2 separate regions of the Sus scrofa genome follow, and region 2 is linked to region 1. Evidence: chromatin contacts called from public HiChIP or PLAC-seq data. All regions are on one chromosome and are shown on one strand. The core of a region is the stretch at or near the end of the contact, and the rest is flanking DNA. Distances in the headings are between cores, read along the strand shown.

The links. HiChIP or PLAC-seq counts read pairs in DNA pulled down with a chosen protein or histone mark.
Region 2: a contact with region 1 is called in an H3K27ac HiChIP or PLAC-seq map of alveolar macrophages. The contact joins the promoter of TMEM64 here to the promoter of OTUD6B in region 1. A contact is called at or near these places in 2 of 5 promoter capture datasets (fetal liver and liver), 8 of 47 Hi-C or Micro-C datasets (embryonic fibroblasts, heart right ventricle, liver and 3 more) and 2 of 2 datasets of contacts at active chromatin or transcription factors (alveolar macrophages and skeletal muscle).

The regions. Positions count from the first base shown.
Region 1 is chr4:45,790,548-45,796,635 of Sscrofa11.1, reverse strand. OTUD6B (OTU domain-containing protein 6B) reads left to right here and starts at 3,366. Exons shown (of 8, transcript XM_003125574.4): 1 at 3,366-3,461; 2 at 3,463-3,556; 3 at 4,105-4,256. The coding sequence starts at 3,381. LOC100516731 (a long non-coding RNA gene) reads right to left here and starts at 3,199. Exons shown (of 3, transcript XR_115866.4): 1 at 2,981-3,199; 2 at 1-2,867.
Region 2 is chr4:46,337,624-46,343,711 of Sscrofa11.1, reverse strand. It overlaps TMEM64 (transmembrane protein 64), which reads right to left and starts at 3,303. Exons shown (of 3, transcript XM_021089135.1): 1 at 2,258-3,303. The coding sequence starts at 3,064.

The DNA.
Region 1 (6,088 bases), core at 2,117-4,616:
TAGTGTTCCCATGCTTAGTTTCTTACCTTTTGTACACCCATTTCATAATCCATATATTTCAGAAAGTCCTAATTGTTGCAGTTCTTAAATTATCAGCATTTGTTATAATTTCCTTTTTGTGTGTGTATCTTTTTTAGGGCTGCGCCTGTGGCATATGGAGGTTCCCAGGTGAGGAGTCTAATCAGAGCTGTAGCCGCCAGCCTACACCACAGCCACAGCAATGTGGGATCTGAGCTAAATCTGCAACCGAACCACAGCTCATGGCAATGCCTGGTCCCACTGAATGAGGCCACTCACCCACTGAGTGAGGTCAGGGATTGAACCCACAACCTCATGGTTACCAGTCAGGTTTGTTAACCACTGAGCCATGATGGGAACTCCAATAATTTCCTTTCTGACCCAAAAGTTACCTAAGAGCATTTGAAAAAGTGTGTGACTTCAGCATTTAGACTTAGTTTGTAGGCTTTTTTGCAATGTGATCATTTGTGCTTTCTAGAAATTTAAGTTTTCCCCATACCCTAGTATTAAATAATTTAGAAATGTTTCTGTACAATATGAAAAGAATGCAAATACACACACACCTCAACTATTTAACAACTCCTTAACCATCTCAACTTTTCATTTTTTGTCTTTTGTCTTTTTAGGGCCACAGAGCTGCATATAGAGATTCCCAGGCGAGGGGTGGAAACGGAGGGATAGCCGCTGGCCTATGCCACAGCCACAGCAAAACCAGATCTGAGCCATGTCTGCGACCTACACCACAGCTCACACCACACACAGCTCACGGCAATGCTGAGCAAGGCCAGGGATCGAATCTGCGTCCTCATGGATGCTAGTCAGATTCATTTCTGCTGAGCCGTGATGAGAACTCCATCATTTACTTGATTAATAAGTATGAACTCAGAGTCCAATAACGTGTACATCATTAAAACACTCACATCAAAGTACTGAACATTTGTTTTACATATGAATGCCATTTATTTACCACATAAAGCTTCTTAAATATCACAAGAACTTATATTTTATAAGCTTGAGTTCTAATAAAAATATTGCTCCCTACATCCATTTCTATGACTTATAGTTTCCATTGTCTTTAAACTCTTTTATCCTTTGTTTTATACTAATGTATCCAGGGTTAGAGATTGATTTTTGATCCAATTTTAATCTTTTTGGTAGGAATATTTAACCAGTTTATGAGTGAAATAACTTAGCTATATTCCTGTGTCAATCTAATTTCAATGCTTTAATGCTGTTTTTCACCACCTCCTCTCCAATCCAAAAAACTGGAATGTTTTCTATTTTTATTTGTTATCTCATTTTCAAATTTACTAGAATGAGCTACTACATGAAGCAATAGGTACTGATTTTCTGTAGGCAAGATGTATATAAAACAAGGTTTTAAACTACTACCGCCCCCCAACCAGTGATATGGGAATTTTTTTTACACTACCAATATTACATTACAGACAAATTTGCTATTCCCCCCACCCTCGGTATTTAAAAATAGGGAATAGCAAATTTGATTGACAGGTTTTCCTATTTTGTCAGATTAACATTTGATATACCGTTATTCTACAGGTTCTGTCCACAGTGACAAAGTCCTGTTATCTACTTGTTTAGCTTAGGAACATGGATATCTTTATCTATATTATAATGCTAAAAATAAAACTATTCATTAAATGTTTGGCATGCCTTTTCACAATTTAAAAGGACCTAAACTGAAATTTTAGACAGGATTTACAAATTTATTTTTGCATTTCGTTTTGTAACTCTATGTAACAATTTGACTTTAATGCTGTTTAACTAGTTTAATATTTACCGGTAACTTTCTCATACAATTGCTTCCTCGAGGCATTTTAATTCATGTTGTTAGCTAAATATCATTTAGCAACTTTGTCAAGGATTGTACTTGAAAGATGCAATTTCTTATTTTTTAGGCCTGCACCCAGGGAATATGGATAGGAGCTGCAGCCTGCACCCCAGCTCAGGGCAACACTGGCTACTTAATCCACTGAGTGGGGCCAGGGATCAAACAGCATTCTTGGGGATACGCCTTACTTGATGGGTTCTTGCCTTACTTGATGAGCCACAAGGGGAACTTCAAAAGATACATTTTCTTTACCCCTTCATGTCTTCCAGCTGCCTTGGTACAGAAATGATAACTTGGCAGAGTATATAATACTTGTTTCAAAATTATTTTTCCTTAAAACTCTGAAGACATTGTTCCATTGTTTTCTGGCACTTAAGACTTGCAAGTGAAAAATGTGAAGTCAGCCTGACTTTCACCCATGTAAAGAAACTTGCTTTCTCTGGATACTTGTAGAAGTTTTTCTTTATCCCTTCAAATTAAAAATATCACCAGGATATGTCAGGGTGTTGCTTTCATTAAATTTTAATGATACCCTGTTAATTTTTCCATTTGCAGATCTGGTTCCTTCTTCAACTCTGTAGATTTTTCTACGATTAGTTCCTTAATTATAGTTTCAGCTTCATTTGATTTGTCCTGTTTCAGGTATTCCTATTATGCCAAGATTGTACCTCCTGGACAGGCCCTCTAGGTGTCTCTTCGCTTTACTTGATTTCTTTTCTTTTTTTCTGCATGCTGTAAAAATTTCTCGTTTGGCTTAACTTAAGTAAATCGATCTCCTGCCCCATCAGGCTTGCACATTTCCGTTATCTCAATTCCCTGATACTTTTCAAACGCTCTGACAATAGCTTCTTTATCACTGAGATTAGGTCTTTAAACTCCTGTGTTCTATGATACTTAGTCCTTATTATCTCTTCTGTTTCCATCGCTACAGGCGTTTCAAGAGGCGGCATTTTCTCAATTACTTAGCTGTTTTTCTTCGGAACTGCGGTATTATAACCTTGAAAATAATAAACAGAACTTAATTCCCTACTGTTTGATTTACGCAGCACAAAGATCCTCATTCATACTTATTAAAAGTTTCACTGAAATTTTTTTATTTTTCCTTCTTACCTTTTGAAAAGAACTTCCTAGTAATGGAACCAAAAACGAAGATTAAAGGACACGGTCCGAGGTACCCAACAAAACAAAAAGAACATCCAAAATGGTTTCTACAACGTCATCTTTGCGCGCTTCACGGCCTGGTCAGCAGACGCAACAGTAGCTTTACTGCCAAAAGCGCTCTAGCGACGGGGTCAACTGCAGGCTGCAAACTTCAGTCGGTTAAGCCACACCCCCACAAACCGTTGCGCTCCACCCCCGCCGCCCCGCCCCGCCCCGCCCCGCCCCGTCCCATCAGAGCGCGTCACGCGGGGGTGCGCATGCTTAGTACGCCATTCTTCCTCCTCGCTCCTAAGGCTCGGCTCAGATCCGGTACCGCCTTGAAGGCGGGGCTGGGTCCCAGCTGCGGCCAATGGCGCCGAAGGTGAGGGTTGAAGGGTGGAAGGTGCTCTGTAGCTGGTCGTGCTGGTTTCTTCCCGCGCGTGTGCTGGGCTTACCTGGTCGTCATGGAGGCAGTCTTGACCGAGGAGCTTGATGAGGAGGAGCAGCTGGTGAGAAGGCATCGCAAAGAGAAGAAGGAGTTGCAAGGTGACGGGGAATGGGAACCTAGAAGACGCCAGGGCCCAGGGAAGGGCGCGTGGCGGGCCAGTTCCGGAGCTGGATCTTCCGAGGCTTCTCCAGAGTAACCAGTAACTTCTTCCCTCCCGCCTCCCCTGGGTCCCATAATCCCCCAGATCTTCGGAAGCTGCTTCTTAAGTCCGCTACCGTCCTGGTGCGGGTGCCTGGAAACACCTGGAAACTACGAACTTGGACACAGGGCCCTCTCCCAGCTCCATTTCCTATTCCTTCCCTAGTTCCTCAGAAGGGATGCTTGAAAGATTTAAAAACTTGAGTCTTTTTTTTTTTCTTTTTACTCCTACCACACCAAACTGACGGTTGTGTTACTAGATTTTATTTGGGGTTGGGGGGGCAGTCCATATTTTTCTGGGCTCTTCTCTGTAACTATTATGTAATTACTCTTCTTGCTATTATAATTACTTCTAAACCCTCCTCTCTTACCATCCTCTTATTGTTACTATTTCTTGTTTCTTCTGAATCCCTGGGTTTTTGATCTAATGATTTTCGTGGCTTTCCAGCCAAAATTCAGAGTATGAAGAATGTTGTTCCCAAGAATGACAAAAAGAGGAGGAAGCAACTCACTGAAGATGTTGCTAAGTTAGAAGCAGAAATGGAACAGAAACATAGAAAGGAACTGGAGCAATTGAAGCTGACTTCTAAGGAGAGTAAAGTATGTGAAGTAATGTTCCTTTTTTGTCTACAGCATTTGATAGCAATTGTGCACTTCTCTTAAACCGTTTACTTATATATAAATCACAAAATTGGAGGGAAAGAAATCTCTCGCATCACCTTTCTGATATTTTTCTGACCAGATTTACATGAGTGTGTTTTTTAAGGGAGGACAGCAAAGAAAGTCCACTTCTTTAACTGTTCACTTGCCCCAAAGATGAACAGATTGATAAGATGGACTAGAGGAAGCTTCACCAAATGGAGGTTGGAAGACCAGTCTTCTAGACTTGACATTAAATAGGATTGTAACCTGGGCAATTGGTTATTGGATTGTAAGCTGCTTAACTTTCTTGAGCATAAATTTCTTCACATTCATATGATATAAATATTACTGATTTTTTTTTTTAAGCAACCTCTCCTTTTAAGGAGGAGAGGTTGCAGATGTGGCTTGGATCAGGTGTTAACTGTGGCTGTGGTGTAGGCCAGCAGCTGCAGCTCCAGTTCTACCTCTAGCCTGGGAACTTCCATATGCTCCAAGAGAAGTAGTAAAAAAAAAAAGTTCTTTATTAACAATTTGTAATGAATGGAAATGTATTGACGTTTCTTGGTTAAATTGGAGTCTGTTAACTATCATCATTTTAGCTAATATTTATTTCATCACCGTAGCCATGCACAATGTATTGTCTGCAATACACTTTAACGTGTTACATGTGTTATCTCATATAATTCCCACAGTAACACACTATGAAGTATTACCTTTGAAGTAAGTGTAGATAACCCCCTTTTTCAAATGGGAGACAGACTCAGATTAAAACCTTTGTTCTGATTTTATAACAGCTATTAAGTACCAAAGCCAGAGTTCAAAATCAGAACAGTCTTACTCCAGAAAGTGAATACTGAATTGTTACCATCTTATCTGGTTTATTGCATGGGTTTTAGATATCAAAGATCCTAGACCTCATAACCTCACTCCTGTTTTTGATAGAAAGTTCCTATGTACATGCAACATTTTATCTACCATAAATAAATTTTATTTTATTTCATTCCATTCATTTTTGATCTGCTCCTAACAGGGAAAACAGCTTATCTGTATTGATTTACAGTGGTTGTTATAATAAATATAGTCTTATTTTCTTAAATTTTTAGGCAGTCATCAAGATCCTGGCCTTCAGTGCCTATAACATATTCTCTTTCCAAGTAACAAGGCATAATGCTTCAGGTGTTTGTGTTGTCACAATCAGCGTATTCCTAATTGTCTCCCTATCTTTTCTAATGGTGAGATAGTTTTGTTGCTTTCTCAGGCCTTTCAAACTTGAGATTTATCTCCTAGGTTTCTAAGGACAAAAAAAATATTTGATAAGCTACATATTGTTCAAATGTTAAGATACAAACTGTCATTTTGTTTTGAACTATTATCTTTTTTTTTTTTTTTAACTGAAACCCCTGAAAGTTACCTGAATTCTTTTGTCATTGCTTTCTCTTTATTTTCAGATGCTTTTTTGTATTTTGCCTGTTGTCATTATGGCCATTTGTAAATGTTAGCAAATTCCTCTGAAAAATCTAGGAATCCTAATTTCCCTAAAGTTGATAAGCACTCTTTGAAGCCTTAATCTGATTTTGATATTTTGATCATTTGGGCCATAACCTTGGAGACTCTTGTTATTAGAGGCCTTAATATGTATCATGTATGTGTCATGCTAAAAACTAGTTTAACTTATAGTTGCAGTATTAAAATACCAGCTGCTAATCCTGTTATAAGTCTAGTATCTTTTTTCTAGAGCAAACACATAATGGTTATGTGATGATTAAGATTCATTGTAATAATGATAATTA
Region 2 (6,088 bases), core at 2,054-4,553, 550 kb before region 1:
ACCTATTTTAATGTTAATAAATAAACGTATAATGAATCTACATTACACACCCAGGACTACACTAGGTTCTAAATATACAATGACGAAACAGATCCATGGTTTGAGACCATCTTCAAATCATAGTGCAAAGTTTGACTACCATTTATTTAGTACCTAGGTGACCCTAGGTAATAACATCAGGTAAGATGACAAAAGTCAACATGTATTTGTTAATCTAGGCTCAGTTGTATGTATTTATTTTATGTAATCATCTCAATAATTTTACGAAGTAGATACCATTACTTTTCCTATTTTGCAAATAAGAAAATGAGGAGTTCCCGTCGTGGCCAAGTGGAAACGAATCCATGAGGTTGGAGGTTCGATCCCTGGCCTCACTCAGTGGATTAAGGATCCAGCATTGCCGCAGGCGAGGCTCAGATCTGGAGTTGTGGCTGTGGTGTAGGCTGGTGGCTGTAGCTCTGATTAGTCCCCTAGCCTGGGAAACTCCATATGCTATGGGTGCGGCCCTAAAAAGACAAAAAGACAAAAAAAAAAGAAAGAAAGAAAGAAAATGAAGCACAGAGAGGATAAGCAACCTGACCAAGGTCAACAGATTCTCTGGGGACAGCAGAATTCCAGACCACTAGCACTGTGTTCCAGACTATTAGACAACAGTGTATAATATATTCATAATCATCTTCTGCCACATTAGTTTAAAGATTAGAAATAATATGTGATAAGAGCCTAGGACAGTAGGCACATAATAGGTGCATAAGAAAATACACAAGGAAATAAACTATACCGGAGAGAGAAGCAAACTAAAGAATGAAACTTTCAGGTTTCTTAGTTCCAATACTCTTTCAATGCCTTAGGATACTTAATTGGGTCAAAGCAGATGTTTATAGGAGGTTGTGAAAAGGTGAAAATTTAAGGCAGAGAACAAACAAAACTACCTGTGAACACCAAACTTTATCTGTACAGAAAACTCCTTATCTATTTCCAAGCCTCCACAAGCCTCACTCTACAGTCATTTTTGCTGTTGGCTAGAATCAACATGAAATTTGCAAAAGCCATTTAAAAGAAAAGAATAAAAAAGGAAAGATCTTAATTTCATCACAGACAGGTAGGTTGAGTAGAACTCTTGATACAAAACAAAATGGGAAAAGTTTCTAGAGACTAACAATTTACTTTTGAAACAACACAAAATGAGAAAGTTTCCAGAGACTAGTATTTTTGAAACAAAACAAGGTGTCAGAATCACTAACACAATAAAAAATACATTGATTCCTATTGTTTTGAGTGCTAAATCTCTTCACTTCTTACAGAGTTTTCTTTAGGTGCAGCTAAAGGGTGAGTTGCTGGGAATCTCTAAAAGAACTCTTTGTACTTTGGAACCATTGAATTTGAGGAACTCAGTAACTAGTTCAACCTCTTAACCTTAGAAAAGAGGAGAGCAAAAAAGAGGGCAAATAGAGTTAATAATTTGTTCTTAAGACACTAAGTTTTAAATACTGGATTCCTTTCTTCCAATGGGGATGATTTCCTCACTAGCAATGTTTCTATTCTTCAATCACCTTGCAATGACATGTACATTACCCAGAAAAATCTAAATTGGATAAGCAGAACATATGCATATAAGGCAAAAAACAGTGTAAGAGGTGTGTGAAAAGAAAAAAATATATTCTCACTGGGAAAAAGGTTATCTGTCCTATTTTGTTTCAAAATTAAGTTCCTCCAAAGAAAGATAAACAGGAGACTTTCCCCCAATATACTGTATTAAAACAAAATTTTTAAAAAAGGCCTATTAAAAATTTTAGTAAATTCCAAAACATGGAGTCTGTAATCACACCTTACATGGTTTAAAGACTTTCTTCAGCCTTCTATTGTTAAAAACTTGAGTCAAAGCCCTTGGAGGCATTTAAGCAGGTTGAGAGAGAAAGCTAGGGATGTGATGCCTTTACTCCCTGACAGCTGACAAATGTTTAAAGCGGATATTTCCATTCACCAATCCCCATAGTTTTTTAACCCTTCATTTTTAATCAAACTCATATGCCAAAGAGGAGTCGTTTTTTCTCTACCAAATCTCCCACTGAAGGCCTGACTTAAATTTGCATTATTTGTTTGAGAGTTCTCAAGGTACGACAGAAAGTAATTTTAACTCCTGTTGTCAATGTGACTTCCCTGCTGGCATTCATCGGATGGAGCGCCCTCCCAGGGCCGTCACAAAATCCTTCAAATACAAACTTGGAGAGAGCTGGACCAGCGGGATACCACTTACCGAGAACACTGCATTCTGAAGCCCAAAAGGTATGGGAGTCAGTCTGGCCAGTGCCACCACTTTCAGCCCGCTTCCTCCCTCCACGACGCGAATAACTGCACTCAACTTCTCGCTGCTCTGGATCCTAGCGGCCACCCAGGCGGTGAGCAGCCTCTTGCAGACCACATGGGCGATAAAGGTGCCGATGAGGACGCCCACCACCATCAGTCCCATTCCCAGCACGAAGCCGTACAGGTAGCCCGCGGCCACGTTGAGCACGATGTAGCCCCAGCCGCAGGGGAACGAGACCACGATGAAACCCACGACGAAGAGAAGGACTCCAAGCAGCGAATCGAGGGTCTCTACCCAGAGCAGAAGGTGCTGCAGGTAGCGGCGGACCAGGGCCAGGGAAGCGAAGCACAGCGCGGCCAGCACGCAGACCAGCACCAGGCTCCGGCACCAACAGGTGCTGCCGAGGCAGCAGCAGCGCCAGTTTCTCACCTCAGCCACGCCGACCACCACGCCGCCCCCGCTGCCACTCCCGGGGCTGCCAGCCAAGGCCCCGCCCGGCGCCGGCAGCTCTGAAGCCGCAGGCTGACCGTGGCGCTCCAGACAGGCGCCGAGCAGGGCCCCGGAGGCCGCCGCCGCCGCTACTGCCGCCGCCGCCGCACTCGCCCCGCCTCCACGGGGGAGGCTGTCAGCTGAGTTGTCCCTGCTCGCCGCCAGCTGCTGGGCCCAGCGGGGCGGCAGTTCGGCGTGGCCCGGAAGAGTGGCGTGCTGCAGGAGCCGGGGCAGCGTCTGGAGAAGGCTCCCTCCGGGGCTCCACATGCCTCGGCCCAGCACAGACCCTCAGCCGGCCAGCCTCTCTGCCTCCGATCCCGTGAGGCGGCGGCCCTTCATGGCGCCCCACACGCCCGGCTTCGCCTCCCTGCGTTCACCTAGGTGGCAGGAGAGGGTCTTGGAAAGAGGCGAGGATTCGGTGGCGGAGGTATGTTTCCACGGAGAATGAGGCAACCCGGTACCCCTCACCAGCCGAGCCCTCCTCTTTTTGGCCACAAGGGGCGTGGGCCTCAGCGCGCGGGGGTGAGGCCTGGCGCGAGCTAGGTCTAGCCCCGCCTCCGTGACGCAAGCCCCGCCCCCGTGACGCATGGCCTCGCCTGGAGGAGGAGGTGAAGAGGAGGGGTTGGTGACTGCCTGAGAAGGGTCGTGGGCCTGAGGGGAGAGGCTAGAAGGGTATGGAGGGGGCCGCAGTGAGGTGGAGGGTCCGGTGACCCGAGTGGAGCCTGAGAAGTTCCCGGCCTTCCTTGTTGAAGCGCCTTTTTGCCTTCGGACTTAGTCCGCCAGCTGTTAGGATCTTTTCCCAAGAGGTATTGGTCCTTCCTGCAGTAACCTCTGATCGACAGCTCCTTTGGTGGCACTAGAGGAGGAGTTCTTGATCTGCTTTAAAAATTTTCTAGTTGCTTACCTTCGTAGATAGTGAAGCCTCCTTGCAGGTTTCAGGTTGTCCTTTGGTCCTTAAGGAACTGAAGGAATCAAGTACAAAGGCTGAACTTTAACAGAATTCCCCTTCTGATCTCAGAGATTCTTTATTAAGCTGCTGACTCTTGGACTAGGAACTTCTTAAAAAGATTCAAGGAAGGACATTATTCAGGGTTCACAATCTCAGAGGGCTCCTTCTCAAACTCCTTTGCTGGTTTATTTTCTTCCTTTCGTGCCACTAAGGTTAATGTTCCCCAGATCCTCTTCTTCCTGTTTAGAGGTCTTAGCCCTTATCCAAGCCCACAGCTGATAACCTCCAAGTCTAGTCTCTTTGCCTGTCTTTGCCTGTCTGTCCCTCTCATTCCAACCTGTGGATACATCCAGGTGGAATTCCTGTAGCCACCTCAAACTCAGGATAACTTGGTAGAAAGATATCAACTTAGGCTTGCAAAGGAGATTTAATAACTGTATAACTGGTCAAGTCATTAATTCCTGAAATTCAGTGTTTGTTTTCAAATTCCAAAATGAAGGTAATACCACAACTCTACCACATAAAACTGTTGTGAAGATTAAATAAAATAATAAAGATGCTTGGCACTATGCTTGGAATCAGTATTCAGCTATGTGAAGGTATCCATAATTAAAATGTATTATTCGTCATAGACCTACACTTTCTTTTGAGTTTCTTACTTCAGCAGATAAACTTCCAGCCATATACTGGCCAAATAACAGACCAGGACACTGTGAGTCCTTACAGATTAGGTGCCTGCTTTCTCTTTCATGCCATTCATTTCAGTTGTGTTGGTTGGCTGAGTCACATAAAGTCTCTCAAAGGTGTCAAGCACAGGTTGCTTCCTTCACCTCCTTTTTTGATTTCTGTGGTTCAAAGAGAGGAGAGCTCCATTATTTAGCTAAAGTTTTACTTCCTCTGTGGAAGCTTCTAACACTTTCTCATTTCCACCACACCAAACTTGGTGTTTCCATTCCATTTCCACTCTGCTTTCTACATTATCACATTTGTCTACTGTGCTGAATTTTTTTGTTTACATCACTGTTTCCCTCTTTAGACTGAATTTCTTCAAGGTGGGCCCATTACCTATTTAATCTAAGAAGCAGTAAACACTTTAAATGTTTGTGGAATGAATAAATCCCAGTTTATAGGGGAAGGTAAGAAAGCAAGAAAGCCAGACAGGAGGGTAACAGAATTGTCTGGGCAAGAACCCATGAAGGACTAAAGTAGCAGAATAGTCATAGAGTTAGTAGGATGGGAATAAATTAGAAGTCTATAGGCTCGATAACTGATTAGATGTTAGAAGAGAGAGAGGAGGAGTCAAAGATAGTACCTGGGTTTTCTATTTGAGGTAGTGGATAGATAATGAAGCCACTGACCAAAGGAAAGAATTTGAAAAGTTTGTGAAAAAAATTAAGGGTTCAGTCCTAATACATGAGACTTGATGTGTCTGTGATACAATCCAATTGTGGCATTTTGGTAGATGGTTGAAAATATGGATAGTGAAAATGAGGCACCTCTCCTAGAAATTCTGGCAGTAGTTAAAGCCATGGTTATGAGTGAGTGAATAATGGTGGGTATGGGTATGCCAAATATTTCCTGTTCTCTTTCAAGTACTAGCTAAAACTGCTTTTGCAGGCCTCCTTGTGGCTAGGATGAAACATTCTAACCACGAATTGTGAGCACAGCATTTAATTGCTGATGCAAGACCTTCTGAGAACTCTTTTTCTCTTTGCCATGGCAATCTACAATATTCCAGAGTATTTGCTCTGTTAATATTGGTCCTAGAAGGATGAGTCAGAATAGTGTCCCATTCACTTCATGATGGATATTTAAAGTGAGTGAGAAGTCAAAATTGGTTATTTTAGGCAACTGAGATTTGAGGGAGGGGGGTTTTGTTTGTTTGTCTTCAGAGCAAATCTTTGTCACTTCTTACCGATGTGAGTGAGAAGAGAAGAAGAGTGAAACTTTGGAGACACCAGTGTGCTCATTAGACCATTTTGCATGTAAGAAAAAGAGACCCAGAAGTCACCTTAATTAAAAGGGTTGGAAGCAGTGGTATTTATATGGGTATATGAATAGCTGTTAGGAACCAAGTCATCTCTAAAGAGAAGCTGTTCTTTTATTTCCTATTGTATCTTTTTTTTTCTCTACCTCTTTGTTAATTCCTTTTCTTATCCTATAATCCATATTTCAGAGGAGCATAGTTCACTTCTAACAGCTCATACCTCTGAGCCACATCATGGGTAGCCAGCCAGCCTATGGTTGGGCTACTCATGTATCAGGTGCCCATCCTAATACAAACAGTGCCACTGCTTTGCAAAATACCATTCCTGAACATCGAAGCTCTGGTCAGGGCAATG